Regions from separate parts of the Mus musculus genome. Here regions 1, 2, 3 and 5 are each linked to region 4. Evidence: chromatin contacts called from public Hi-C, HiChIP or PLAC-seq and promoter capture Hi-C data. All regions are on one chromosome and are shown on one strand. Each heading gives the region's core, a stretch centred on a gene start, on an enhancer-like site or on the middle of the called end of the contact. The rest is flanking DNA. Distances are from core to core; before and after follow the strand shown.

What was found. Promoter capture Hi-C pulls out the DNA fragments that hold promoters and counts their contacts. A called contact is a pair of places that touch in the nucleus more often than the background predicts. HiChIP or PLAC-seq counts read pairs in DNA pulled down with a chosen protein or histone mark. Capture Hi-C pulls out chosen DNA fragments and counts their contacts.
Region 1: a FOXA1 HiChIP or PLAC-seq map of pancreatic cancer cells shows a contact between it and region 4. The contact joins the promoter of Thoc3 here to the promoter of Macroh2a1 in region 4. A contact is called at or near these places in 1 of 39 promoter capture datasets (liver), 1 of 115 datasets of contacts at active chromatin or transcription factors (pancreatic cancer cells) and 1 of 9 other capture datasets (liver).
Region 2: a contact with region 4 is called in a promoter capture Hi-C map of neutrophils, with 2.5 times the contacts expected there. The contact joins the promoter of 4833439L19Rik here to the promoter of Macroh2a1 in region 4. A contact is called at or near these places in 1 of 39 promoter capture datasets (neutrophils) and 1 of 115 datasets of contacts at active chromatin or transcription factors (bone marrow-derived dendritic cells).
Region 3: a promoter capture Hi-C map of adipose tissue shows a contact between it and region 4, with 2.6 times the contacts expected there. The contact joins the promoter of Tspan17 here to the promoter of Macroh2a1 in region 4. A contact is called at or near these places in 1 of 39 promoter capture datasets (the C10 cell line) and 1 of 9 other capture datasets (adipose tissue).
Region 5: a Hi-C map of erythroblasts shows a contact between it and region 4, with 4 times the contacts expected there. The contact joins the promoter of Rnf44 here to the promoter of Macroh2a1 in region 4. A contact is called at or near these places in 3 of 39 promoter capture datasets (liver, neutrophils and pre-B cells), 3 of 484 Hi-C or Micro-C datasets (CD4 T cells, CD8 T cells and erythroblasts) and 1 of 115 datasets of contacts at active chromatin or transcription factors (pancreatic cancer cells).

What each region holds. Positions count from the first base shown.
Region 1 is chr13:54,467,437-54,470,138 of GRCm38.p6, forward strand. It overlaps Thoc3 (THO complex 3), which reads right to left and starts at 1,404. Exons shown (of 6, transcript NM_028597.3): 1 at 1,105-1,404; 2 at 390-546. The coding sequence starts at 1,371.
Region 2 is chr13:54,563,925-54,566,684 of GRCm38.p6, forward strand. 4833439L19Rik (RIKEN cDNA 4833439L19 gene) reads right to left here and starts at 1,458. Exons shown (of 9, transcript NM_133797.4): 1 at 1,258-1,458; 2 at 591-697; 3 at 261-348. The coding sequence starts at 288.
Region 3 is chr13:54,788,072-54,790,834 of GRCm38.p6, forward strand. Tspan17 (tetraspanin 17) reads left to right here and starts at 1,334. Exons shown (of 8, transcript NM_028841.3): 1 at 1,334-1,610. The coding sequence starts at 1,524. Eif4e1b (eukaryotic translation initiation factor 4E family member 1B) reads left to right here. Exons shown (of 7, transcript NM_001033269.3): 7 at 1-388.
Region 4 is chr13:56,134,175-56,136,874 of GRCm38.p6, forward strand. It overlaps Macroh2a1 (macroH2A.1 histone), which reads right to left and starts at 1,376. Exons shown (of 9, transcript NM_001159513.1): 1 at 1,172-1,376.
Region 5 is chr13:54,686,518-54,689,217 of GRCm38.p6, forward strand. Rnf44 (ring finger protein 44) reads right to left here and starts at 1,291. Exons shown (of 11, transcript NM_001146026.1): 1 at 977-1,291.

The DNA.
Region 1 (2,702 bases), core at 154-2,653, 1.7 Mb before region 4:
TAAAGCCCACACCCACAGTGACACGCTTCCTCCAACAAGGCCACACCTAATAGTGCCATGCCCTGGGCCAAGCCTACTCAAACTACCACACTGCTTCTTTGAACACAGCCTTTAAACAAAACGCACAACTTTCCAGATCGCCCATGGTTTCTCAGCCATTGTAACCTGCCTGAATCTCCCAAACTCTCCACGCCTCTGCACATACTACTCTTGTATAGTTTCCACTGCTCTCCTATACATCTACAGCCTGCCAGAAAAGTGCTCTGTTCTGTTCCTGTCTTCTCCAGACAGACACATACAACCCATCCTGATAACCTGCACTTGCTACAAAGATGCTTGCTGCAGATCACACTAGCTTTTCCTCCAGAACCCCCTCTCTCTGAACTCACCTTTCGTATTCACAGTGGCGATGCATTTTGTAGTCCTCACATCCCAGATGCGAATGGTTTTATCTCCAGATGCGGTGACAAAGAGGTCAGGGTTGCTTGGGTGCCAACAAAGCTGGTCCACACTATCTCCGTGGCCCCGGTAGTTGTTTTCTTTGACCTTAAAAGAACAGAATCCAGATGCCACTTTTATCCAAACAGTGGTGCCTTGAAACCAGCAAAGATCTGGATAATTCAAAACAGAAATCTAATTCTTTTTCCAAAACTACAACACCCCCTCCCCCCCCCCCCCATGAACCTCTCTGAGCTTTGACATTGGCCCTTCCTGGCCTCCCTTCTTTCTTTTTCCACCACCACCTCAACCAACCTGTCCTGCGCTATCATTTTCAAATAAAGCCTTCCTCTCCACCCTAGGGGCTCTACCACCCCATTAGTCCCTAGCCACTCGTCACCAGGGCTCTTCTAGACCCTCACCACTTTCTGCCACCTGACTTCAACCTCCCCCGGCCCGCAGCCACGTCGCCACACCTCTTTACTGCCACTAAGTTCGCTCTCTGCTCTCCGCCAGGCAGCCTCACCCCCTTCGTCATTCCAACTCTTCCAGCCCCAAACCCCTTCCTCATCACCGCCAACGACAGGCCATACCCCTACCTCTCCTGCTTTTTCTCCCTCCGCACACAGCCCTCTTCTCCGCCAAGCCCGTGCCCTACAAGCTCACCAGCCGGTCCTTCTCCAGCAAGAACACGCTGGCAGTCTTGTCGAAGGACCCCGAGGCCAAGCGACGGCCATCGCAGCTCCAGGCGACCGAGTGCACCTTAGCACTGTGCGCCGGGAATTCGCGCGTCTTGCTGTGGCCTCGGAAGAGCTCCTGCATCCCGAGCACGTAACGAGACGGGCCACTGCTCACTGAGCACCAGGGCGCCATCGAGCCGGGGCCGCTCTGGCCGAGGGCCGAGGGGCCCAGGACCGCAGCGGGCGCCGCCATGCCTCCCTCCTCACGGACCGCGCGCCGGAAGCTGGATACTCTGAGTCTGGCGCCGTCGCCCTGCACATGCGCCGAAAAAGCGCCGCGTCGCTCCGCGCTGGCGCCTCTCACTCGCGGAACTACAAATCCCGCCATGCAGCGCGCGTCCACCTTTCCCTTTTGAAATAGGACTGATTCTTCCTTAAATTCGCTTTTTTTTGTTTGGTTTGTTTTGTTTTGTTTTGTTTTCGAGACAGGGTTTCTTTGTTTGTTTCCTGGCTGTCCTGGAACTCACTCTAGACCAGGCTGGCCTCTAACTCAGAAAACTGCCTGTCTCTGCCTCCCAAGTGCTGGGATTAAAGGCGTGTGCCACCACTGCCCGACTTGCTTCCCTCCCCCTCCCCACCCCCCACCAAGAGTTCAACTTTTTTTTTAAATGGTCTTCTTACCAGTTTCTTGGTAGCCTTGCTTATTCAAAAAAGAGAGTCAAGATAAATCCTCCAGTTTACCTGCATGTAAAATATCTTTTTTCTAGAGTTGTTTTTCACTGTAAGGTCCTCATCGTGCCCTTAAAGCAAAAGGCCATTGCAAGTTGTCGCTCCTGGAGAAAGGTTAGATGTTTGTGGAATGAAGGAATTGATAAGAAATGTGGGTTTGAGCCGGGCGTGGTGGCGCACGCCTTTAATCCCACCACTCGGGAGGCAGAGGCAGGCGGATTTCTGAGTTCGAGGCCAGCCTGGTCTACAACGTGAGCTCCAGGACAGCCAGGGCTATACAGAGAAACCCTGTCTCGAAAAACCAAAAAAAAAAAAAAAAAAAAAAAAAAAAGAAAAAAAAAAGAAAAAAGAAATGTGGGTTTGTCGGTTGGACTTGGGAAAAGTTGTTCGGTTAATTTGAGATTTGGTTTGTTCGGGGGTTTTGTTTTTGTTTTTAGTTTTTGAAGACAGGGCTTCTCAGTGTATCCCTGACTGCCCTGGAACTCACTCTACAGACCAGGCTGGCCTCGAACACACAGACATCCGCCTGCCTCTGCCTCCCAAGACGTTTTTCTGTCTTTTGATCTTGGTTGTTAAAGGATATTGTATATACATGATAGTAAACTAAAAGAAAATAGCGGAAAGTACAATGACCATTTTGTGTGCCATGCTCACATCTCTGATCCTCCCACTTATGTCTCTGTTAAACCAAAAGATACCCGGGTGGAAAAAAACAATGGTGCACAGCCAGGATTCGCCAAGCACTGGAGAAGAACTGTGCAGGGATAGGGGACACCAGAGGAATATATCCAACAAATATTCGTGTGAAAATGTCCTTATGAAGCCAGCTGTGGTGTCGCAGGCTTATAACCCCAT
Region 2 (2,760 bases), core at 208-2,707, 1.6 Mb before region 4:
GCCTGGTCTAAATACAGAGTTTCAGGACAGCCAGAACCACACGGAGAAACCCTGTCTCTGGAAAAACAAACAAAAAGTGTTTACTCTTCACAAAAGACACTTATGGCAAGAGGCTGTAAGCCAAGGTCAGGGTGTATACCACGGCTGAGAAGGTGATGACCTAATACTAAAGAAGATCAGTACTAAGGATTCTGAGAAAATAAGCTCTCTGGGGGATGTGGGTGGGGGTACAGACTTAACCAATAAGAACTTAAGTTTACCAGGCACTTCTGGTTGTCTTGAAGCCATTGAAAGACAGGGATCCAGGTGTTTTTTTCTATACGTAATTCGGAGCTGAGTCCCTTCCACCTAATAAAAATAACATAGGGCATTTTCTTATGTTGCACAGCAGAGGGTCATTCCAGTGCTCTGACAGACACGCAGAGACTTATGGCTGGTAAGTAAGGTTGACACATACACACGCTAGAACCAATGAGTGACAAACACACCCCCGGAAGGATAAAGTCCACTAGTTTGCCAGTATCCTATGGCTGGCTCCTCTGAACACCCGAGAGGAGAAAGCCAAACCTCAGTTTAGACAGACACCTTACCACAGTGAAATGACGCCGGACTATGCAGACAGACAGATGTTAATGAGGAGCATTGCCCAGCTTCTGCAAATTAGCGAAGCTTCTGAGGAAGGGTCCATCCAGAGGCTCTAAGTAACAATAAACAAGCAAGGTTGGTACAGCGCCCCTAAGTCCACCGAACATCCGACCACTCCCCAGCCGGATTACATAGCAGCCTTTCCCCTTGGCAGAAATGAGCTATGCCAGCATAGAAGACCAACTCGGCATCACTAAAAGTCATCGCATTCTCACACAACCCTTGTCTTGAAAACAAACCCGCGGCGCTGCACAGCAGGCATTATTGGTCCAGATTTTTGTTCAAGTTCACTGCGGTCCTAGGGACATCCGCAAGCCAGACACACGCCCTTTCCCTCTCCCTTAGCGACCCCAAGCCCACGACTCTCTCGCAGGAGGTGCAAAACAAAGCCTCTGAGATGTGTAAAGCCAATCCCGACCTTCCCACGGTCCCACCCCTCAAGGCGAAGCCGGCTGGTTCGCAGCGAGCAGATGCTCCGAGGCTCACTGTGCGGGTCTTTCTGGTGTCCCTCGAGCCCCGCTAGGGTGGAACAGAGCCCCCCTCCAGGCCCCCCAGGCCGCGGCGCCCCGGAACTCAGGCTGCCCCCAGCTCCGCCAGGCCGCGGTCGGTTACCTGCTCGCCCGCCGCCTGCGGCCCGACTTCCCGCACTAAAGAGGCTCCGAGGCTCCAGATGGCCCAAGAGGCTGCTGGGCTGAACAGAGCAGAGCCATCGTGAGAGCGCGACGAACGCTCCCCTACGGAGGACAGTCGCCGGCCGGCAACCGAACCCCCAAACCACCCCGAGACTGTCGCAGGTCGCGCGAGACCTGACTCGAAGATCCGCGGGGCATGCTGGGAGTTGTAGTCCGAGATCTGAGCGTGCCTCCGTACCCACCACCACCGGAACACCTCCCTGTAGGTTGAACTCTAAAAGGGAATTCCACGGGGTTCCCAGAAAGGAGGTCACCTGTTTCCAGCACTTCCTCTGCGCTTTTTACTTGATTACAGAATTGTGGCACTTGGAGGCTGAGGCAGGAGCATTGCCTGAATCAAGGAGTGTGGTGGGGGCTGAGGATGAGAAGGGGGGAAAGAATGAAGATTGATGGCTGGAGATGGTTCAGTTAAAACAGTAATTACTGCACTTGCAGATGACCTGGGTTTGTTCCCAGCACCCAGGTTTGGTATCTCACAACCTCTTGTAGTACAGCTCCCAGGGTCTGCTGCCCTCTTCTGGCTCCCAAGGACACCGCAGTCGGTCTCCCATTCCCACATACTTGAATTTAAAGGGGGGAGACCCATCCCCCACTTTGCCAGACTCTCATTGCTTTATCAGGAAAGCAAGCTCAGGCAGCCTGTTAGCAGGTGGTGGCTTCTTGCAGGAAGCTGCAGATGTGGCACACAATAGACTTTACCTAGATTGGAAGACTCCACCCTAGGTGGGCTAGCCAACTGTGGCAGAAACAAAGTCTGATTCTGCCTGCTCAAGGCTGGGGGGAAGGGCACAGTTCAATGAACCATGAAGCCAGGTAGGCGCCTTCGTGGGTCGTGACCCACAGGTTAAGAACCACTACCATACCTCCCACACACAGAGAGGATCTGATAGTTAATCTTTCTCCCTTTAATTAGCAGTGGAGTCAGGCGGGCTCCACACTAGTACAGGACTAAATACAGGAGCATCCGCCTCCCCGGAAATGGATAATAACTATGAGAAAAGTGGACCTGGAGAGGTAGCCACTCAGAGGTCTCAAAAACACTTCCCTGCTCTGCTCCATGAGAGAAAGCTGAAAACACCCACACTCAACTCTGCTCCAAGTCCAAGGTTCACTGTCCGCTCAGGAAGAATCGGAGGGTGTTAAAAGATGGGAATACATTTGACTTTGCTTGCATTCTGTTAGGACCAAGACTGGGCCAGGAATTCATGTCTTCTGTAAGCTGTATACTTCATTTGTGAATAACACACTTGATTTGCAGTGTGACACTTGAAAAAGTATTCCCAGTGTTTTTACTTTACTGCTCCTGGGAGGAAAGGGTGCAGATCAATTCTCACATAAAAGGTTAAACATGGGGACGGAAGTGAAGGCTCCTCAATGGAGAACACTGGCTGCCGTTCCAAAGGACCCAGATTCAATTTCCAGC
Region 3 (2,763 bases), core at 84-2,583, 1.3 Mb before region 4:
CCCTCTCTCCCTCCCTCCCTCCCTGTCTCCCTGCCTCCCTCCCTCCCTCCCTCCCTCTCTCCCTCCCTCCCTCTCTCCCTCCCTCCCTCTCTCCCTCCCTCCCTCTCTCCTCCCCCCCCCCTTCAAGTATGGACTAGGTTAGAGAGGAATTTGTGTAAAGACAGGTAGGACTGGGAACTGGGAATGCCCTGCACAGCCTTCCCATCTGAAGACAGTCCTATGGATTCTGTGTGTCTCCTCCTGCTGAAATGATGGATGGATAAACCTTCATGAGTGAAGAGATTACAGTGGTAGTTAGGCTTCACCGTGGTCTTGTTAGGAGGGATTCACTTGATGCTGATGATGCTTAAGGCCCTTTCTGTATCTAAATAAACACTTCTGGAACAAACTTGGAATCTAAATATTTAAGATCAGACGTACCTAAACCTGCATCTGCTCTGTCCTGTTTTGCATCAGAAGGACTCTGGTGAATCCCAGGTATCAAGGCAGTCAAGTAGGTATGGGACAGGGCGACCATAGGAATAGGCAAAACAGAACAGGCGTGGCATGGCACGCCAGCCTGTTTGTATTCAACTACACTGTGTGTGAATGCATGGCACTGTTCATTGGTCCCACTATTCCCAACCACTTATCCCTGGGGAGTGGACTCCTCTGGTTCTTGAATCTTAGACTGGAGATCCACTGTAATTATTCACACTTGGCTCACCAGCTTTGCCAGTTGGCTCATCTGGGGCCTCTGGAGGACTTGGGGAACTTGAGAGAAGCTAACTGGAGGACGGACTTAGAGAGGAGACGGGGACTCTTCAGAGGTGGGGGTTGCAAGGGGTTGAGTGTGACTGGGGTGTAGCCAAAGCCTGGCCCAGAGGCAGGGTCTTGGGGAGAAGTGAGACCTGTGGACCATAAAAAAAAAAAAAAGACGGATGTCTTGGGCGTGGCTCCAAGAAGGCCGACTGTGGCTCAGAACTGAGGCTGAGTAGGGCGGAGCTCCAGGAGGACTGAGGCCGGTTGGAGGCGGGGTTTGGGGCTCATCAGAGGCGGGACCCGGTTTAGAGGCGGAGCTCGAGAACAGAAGTTAGCTAGGGCAGAGCCTTGGGCGGGGCGTAGGCGGGACTGCGGGAGGACAGCGGCTAGGCATGGGCGGAGCCTGAGAGGATTAAGCCCGGCTGGGGGCGGAGTCGTGGTTATGGGCGGGGCCCGTGAGGACTGAACTTGACTGGGACGGGGTCGTGGGCGGGGCTCCAAGAAGACCGAGCCTTGCTGGGGCGGGGTGTGGACTGACACTGTGGGCGGGGCCGGAGCGCTGTTGGAGGGCGGGGTCGGATGAGGGCACCGCACTCCGGGTGTGGCTGTCCGAGCGCCGTGGGCGGTGCCACAGCGGGCGGGGCAGCCGGTGAGCTGTGTGGCTTTGACCATGAAGCCGCAGCCACCGGGCTAGGCCCGGGGCTGCTCCAGGCCTGGGCGGCCCGCAGAGGGCTGGGCCGGTCACCGGCTCGGGTTCCCGGGACGGCAGGTGGCCGCTCACCATGCCCGGCAAGCACCAGCAATTCCAGGACCCTGAGGTCGGCTGCTGCGGGAAATACTTCCTGTTTGGCTTCAACATTGTCTTCTGGGTGAGCGCGAGTCCGCTTCTCGCTCTGCGCTGAGGATAGGGGTTAGGGAGTCTCAGTTGCTGGTGAGGGAGATCCCGTCTCAGGAGCTTGCGACCAGGGACTGTCCCCCACCCCCTCCACCCCGATGCCCCGTCCCCAACTATTCTGGGGAGCTACTGGGATAGCTGGGGGGCGGGACCCAGTCCCAGCAGGAGGTGCTGGGAGTCTCTCTTTGCAGCCCCAAGTTTGGGCGAAAAAGGGGGCGGCGTTTGCCGGAAGACTGCAGGGGCGCGGTAGTTGCGGACCAGCCCCGCCCCGCCTCCCGGCCACTCCAGCTCCCAGCATGGTGCGGTGAGGTTCGCGAGGCTGGGTCCTAGCCCCGAGTCTACCCTACAGACGCTCAGAAGCTTGTGAGCCAGGAGGTTAGGAGAGAGGAAAGCCAAGGCCTCTGCCTCTGCAGGGAGAGGAGCTCCAGTTGAGAACAGGGAACTGTCCCTTGGGAACAGAATTCAGCATTCCATAGCTGACCAAACAAACAGAGGCTTCCTTCTGTGTGGCATCTGTGTCCTGGTCCTGCCAAGTCATCTTTCTCTTCTCCCTCCCCCATCCTATCGCCAAAGCCGGGCTGTGCTTGCTGTCCTTTATGCCAGGCCTTTCCCACTTGCATTCAGCAGGATTCAGCGGCTCTGTTCTCCACCCACGAGCCGTCGGGTTTGCCCTGTGGTGGGTGTCCTTGGATGTCAGCAGTCTTCTGTTCTGTAGGGTGTGGGCAGCTACAGGGAGCGCTGGCCTGGAAGTCAAAGGGCCTGAGTGTAGCAGGCCTTGTCCAGAGGCTTTTGGGCGAGCCTCTTTGCTCTCTGGGCTTTAGCTTTCCAGCCTTGGAGGAGCCAGTATTGGAGTTTATCCTTCTGGGTTGTTAGATTAAACGAGAGTTTTTTGTTGTTGAGACAGGGTCTCACTCTAGCCCATTCTGGCTTGCAATTTGCTGCAGTTTTCCTGTCTGAGTTTCTTGGGTGCTGGGATTACAGGTGTGAGCCATCACACCCAGCTTAGTAACACATGAATTCTGATGAGGCACATTCTCCCGACTGCCTTATTATTATCTGTAGTTTACAGATAGGGGACTGAATGAATAGACGGTAAGAGCTTAAATTATTTGTCTCGAGAAACATGA
Region 4 (2,700 bases), core at 126-2,625:
TTAAGGTGAACCTACAGGAAATTTAGTTGGGTTTGGACTTTTGTCTTCCACTCCAGCACAGACTTTCAAAACTGGGACTCCATGCTGCAGTGTCTACAAACAAAACACTTCCTCTCTTTTAACAGTAAAACCTCAAACCACAGAGGTGTCAGCAAGAGGGAAACCGAAGAGGAGAACCCCTCTAATTGTCTATTCTTCTAAGCTGTTTTATTAGATCGTTAAAATCTTACAAAGACTTCATAATGATTGTAATTGTTGGAGACGAGATCTGCCTCAACTGCTTGTTCAAAAGTTACACCGTCAAACCTAGAAAACACTTTCCCCTGCATTTCTTCAAAGACTCTTTCAAGCAATCTTCTGCCCAGCAGTGAGATATCGGTGGTCTCTGCAGGAGTGGGCGCTGGGCTCAGCATCTTGCACACCTGTTGTCAGGTGACACCGTCAGCAGCATCCCGCGCCTCCCATCTCTACTCACCCCACCCCCAGAGACTCTCAGCTGTCCCTCTGCGCGCGGGGAGCCTCCAGTCTTCCAGAGTCACCTTAAAAATAACACCTCCCCAGCACAAAGCAAACAAAAGGCGAGCGAGAGCCGCGGGGCTTCCATAGCTCCTCTCCAGCCCGCCCCGGCCTGGGATTCCGTCCGCGAGTGGTCCCCAGGCCTCGCCTGCTCAGGCCTCGCGGCGGGTGCCCCACCAGCCGGCCTCACAACGGCCTGTGGCTCGCGCCCCACTTTATTGTGCCCGGGAGGGCACGCGCGGGCCGGCGGCGCACGAGCAAGTAAACTCTGAGCACAGCAGCTCCGGGCCCGGGCGGAACGGCTGGTCACGGCCTCCGGGCCTCGGTGCCCTCGGGCCCACGCCATCCCTGGCTCTCCCTCCCGGGCAGAGGGGGAGACCCGATCAGCCCCTTGCCCACAAAGCGCCCCGGCGGGGGTAGGGGTGCGTCTCCGAGCGAAGTTGGTTTCCGGGTTTGCTTTCCGAACAAAACCATCCGGACCCGCACGCTGCCCCGGGCAGGGCCTTGGCGGACTCCGGGCGGCCCGAGGTCCGAGGGTAACCGCCGGAGCTTCCCGGGCGCCAGGCAGTGCCCCGCGCGCGGCAGCAGTCGGGCGCGCGGGGCCCAGACGGGGCGGACCGGCAGCCTGCGGCTCCGAGGCCCGCGCGGCACTTACCGGGCGGCTGCACGGTGAGGGGCCCGAGGCCGGTCGGCCGCTTGCGCCGGTCCGCTCCGCACTCCTGCCTGGCCGCCCACGCCTCCTCGCTTCCCGCCCGCGCGTCCCGCGCTCGCGCCCTCCGCCCGGCTCCGCTGGAACCAGTGAACTGGAACCACTCGCGGCGGCCCCGGGATTCCCACAATGCACAGCGCGCCGCTCGTCACATCCCTTCCCGGCCTCGCGCGTCCGGCCACCCCTCCCCGCGCCACTCGGCGCCCCGGCCTTGACCCCGGCCTGCCTCGGGCCGCGGACGCCAACGACGCCAGCCTCGGTTGTACCCAGGCCTTGGTGCTCTGCGCCGCCCCCCCCCCCCGCCCCCAGGCATCGGTCTGCGCGCGGGAGCTGCAGGGGTCCGGCCTCAGAAAGGTGCCTGTAGGTAGCGCGGCTCTGCAAGCGTCTGCTGTGAGCACCTACTGTGTGTCTGGTGTCCCCTTGTCCCCAGTAGCCTCGTCCACAAAGAGGGAGGGTAGAACAATTGCTGTGACCAGGGATCTTCTTCTGCCCGGTCAGCACCAACTCCGCGCCTCAATCCAGCCTCCTGACTTTTTAAATACAAGGCAGCTGTGTGCCCCAAGATCAGCTACCGTAGCTCAACTCCCTTGATCAGTGGGATTCTACAGAGCTGGCCTCAAAGTCTGGTCTTGCTTTGCTCGTGGAATCGGTTAGCTACCTCCACCAAGCAAACGTTTGTTGACTACTGGCTCCAAGTGGAGACTTACTGATTTAAACAGTTGATACTTTTATTACATATTAAGGTGGTGGGGTGGGTGTCAGCCAGAGAAAGGGCAGCAACATCTATCCACAAAACTAAAGACTCTCCTTCAGGCCCAGGCTACACTAGAATATTAGCAGGTTTTTGGTTTGTGACCCTTTAACAGCTGGGCCATCTCTCCAACCCTAGCGCATTTTATAGACACAAAAAGCATTGTCTAAAGCCCCTGGCCCATGCATTCATTATTTCAAGTAAATATCTGGGACATTCTGCACACCATGCATAAACTTGAGTGTAGTTGTGAAATGGTGAACAGAACTGGCAACTCCCACCCCACCCCACTCCACCCTACCCCCATCCCGCTTTCCTGGAGCTTACAGTCTGGTGGGAAAAGAAAGGCAAGAGACAAAGGAATCACACATTACAGAGTATAAATTCTCAGAGGAAACAAGGTAGGAAAAAAAAATCCTAGGAAAGGTAAGCAGGGGTGTATTTGGTAGTCTTGAGGCTGAAGAGATGGATGGCTCCGTGTATAACAGCACTTCGTGCTCTTGCAGAGGGCCAGGATTCTGTTCCCAGGATTCATTTGTGTGGTCCTGATAACTCCACTGGGGGGGGGGGGGGGGCTCCAGTGCACTCTTCTGACATCCATGAATATCAGGCACCACGGGGTGCACATACACACAAGTAGGCAAAACACTCAAACACACAGAATAAAGTAAGTCCATCTAACCTTTTAAAAAGAGCGAGTTTCAGTAAGAAAGAAACATTTCTG
Region 5 (2,700 bases), core at 41-2,540, 1.4 Mb before region 4:
CACTGCTTTCCCACACCTCTCTTCACTGTACTGCTCTCTATCCATAAAGTTTGTGTAAACTCCCCTAAGTCTATCTCTTGTCCCCATGGGTCCACAACCCCGCCAGCCAAGTACAGAGTCCCAAGCACACATTCTAACCCTTGAGTAGAGTCGAATAGGGTCGGTTTGCAGAAAGATTCACTCCCTCTAGCAGACGAGCAGGCTTAGGTGGGAATACAAGTTCCCCTACCCTACATGCTCGCCGTACCTCCCTCTAAGTAGGAGCTTCCCAACTCCCACAAAGGCCGAGGAGGCGATTTAGGGCGGAACCACCACACCTTGGCCAGCTTAGACTCCCTGGGTGACCTTGGTTAAAGAACCCCTTTAGTTTCGGCTAAGCCTTATTAACAATAGAGACTGAAATCTCCCCAGGGCGCCCCTAAAAAAGCCACAGACAAGAAACTAGGTGTTCACATTATGGGGAAGGAAAACAAAGTCCCAGAGGATAAGGCTCCTCCCCAAAGCAGGCCGTGGGGCTCCAGCAGTTTTCCAAAGCTACCCCTCCTTGGGGATGGGACCGAAGCTCGTACACCTGTCTCAGGAGGGGCCTCCGTTGTTCCCCTTACTCCGTAATGCCGCACTCGGAGGAACACTGAGGGGAAAAGGCAGGCAGCACCGCTGGGGCTAGAGCGCTGTGACTTTAAGAGCCGAGGATCCCGGACCATGTGCTCGGCGTGAGACAAAAGCAACAACAAAGGAAGTGGCGGCTGCAGGGGGAGGGGTTGGCTCCTTCCCCTCCACCGCAGCGCTCTGCAAGGCAGAAGAGCGGCCCGGACTAGGTAGCCGCAGGCAGCACCTGGCCCGGGGGCCCCGCCGCCGTCTCCCACCACTCCCTCAGCCCGGGATCGACGCCTACGAGGCCGGCAAACAACGCGTCCCCGAGGGAGCCGTAGTTCCGGGGTGCGGGTCCGAAGTTAAGAGGCCCGGCCCGACTCACCGGCAGCCGTCCGACCACACGCGGGCTCCTTTGTTCGCGATGCGGGGTGCGGACGGTGAAGCGCCCGCTCCTTCGCGAGCCTGCTCTGTCTTCCGCCTCCCCAGCCCGGGCCCGAGAGAAGGGCGGCGCAGGACGCAGCTGTGCTCTCCGGCGGGCTGGCCCTTTAAGAACTGTCCGCGGCGGCCGGATGGAACCAGCCCCACGTTTTGATTCACAACATTCGGATCGGCGGGGGCGCGCAGCGCGGGAGGCGGCTCGCGGGGGCGCGCCAGGACGCGCAAGCAAACAGTAGCGGCAAGAGCGGACACCCGCCCCGCCCCGCAGGCCCCGCCCCGCAGGCCCCGCCCCGCGCCGCGCGTCGGCCAATCGCGTCCTGCGGGCGGCACGTGACTAGCGGGTCGCCATCTTGAAAGGCTGGCTAAAAAAGCCTCTTCGCCCCCACCTCATACTTCAAAGCCCACAAGGCCGAGTCGCAGGTGATGAGCGGTGCGAGCCCAGGTACGGGGACCGTGGCACGCACTAACAGGTCAAGGTTACCTTCTTAGGGCCGCGGCCTCTGTGGGGCACGCAGCCTCTCACGCAGCCGAGGTGAGAGGACCGCTCTTAGCTCGGCAAGCACACTTCCCGGAGATGACGTCACCACAAGCCCGGCAGGCCTGCGATGACCTCATAGCTCACCTCGCCTCTCTACTCGCTCGCTTTCTGTTCCGTTAGACGGCGCCTTTAAACAGCTGGGACAACCCAGGGCTGAAGAGACCAATGACTGAGGAGCCATGCAAATGATTTAACGTCTCCTGGGTAGGGGGATTGGTCTTGCGCGTGCTGACGTCACAGAAACATCTCGGCACCCCGCCCCTAGCGCGGCCCGGGAAAAGGGGTGGAGAGGCTCTAGTTCAGCTGAAGTGGGAAGAGTTGGGATCTCCTGAACCAGGCCCAGGGAGGTTTCTGCAGTTTAGTTCTCTAAGCTTCTCAACGACTGAGAGCCTAGGGATCAGGACAAGCAAGCCACTGTACCGGAAAGAAGAGTCACTCCTCCAGGACCGGCGGATCAATAGTTCGAGAACAGCCTGGTCTACATAGCTACAGAGACCTTGTCTTCAAAATACAAGCAACAAAAATATCACACACCCAGATAGTAACACAGCTGAGGCGAGAGAGGGGGCAGACGTCGGTGTCCCCTTAGGATGCCCCCCCCCCCCCCGGCCAGGCAAACATACAAAGTGGGGTATGGTGTGTCTGCATCGATTATATAAGCAGAACATCACCATTACCTAAAGCACTCATGTCTACTAGGCCGGTCTGTAGTAACTGGACTACTACAGAGTCCACCAACCCAGAACAGGATGTCAGTAGAAAATGGCAACATTTGTTAAACCTCTGTGGCTACAGATGGGTGACACTCTGTACTTTGTGGATGCATCCCATAATCCCAAATATTTAAAAAACAAACCAATTTACTAACAAGGTGTAACAATATTATCAATTTCAACTGAATATTGTATCAGCATACAGTGGGAAGTGATTTGGGAAAAGACACAGGAATTCTCATTAGGGTGCACCTGTTCAGGAGGGCAGATTTGTTTTTTGAGACAGGGTTTCTCTGTATAGCCCTGGCTGGCCTCAGAAATCCACCTGCCTCTGCCTCCCAAGTGCTGGGATTATGCCACCACTGCCCAGCAAGGAGGGCAGATTTTTAAATTTTTCTTTGTATTACTATTGTTTTT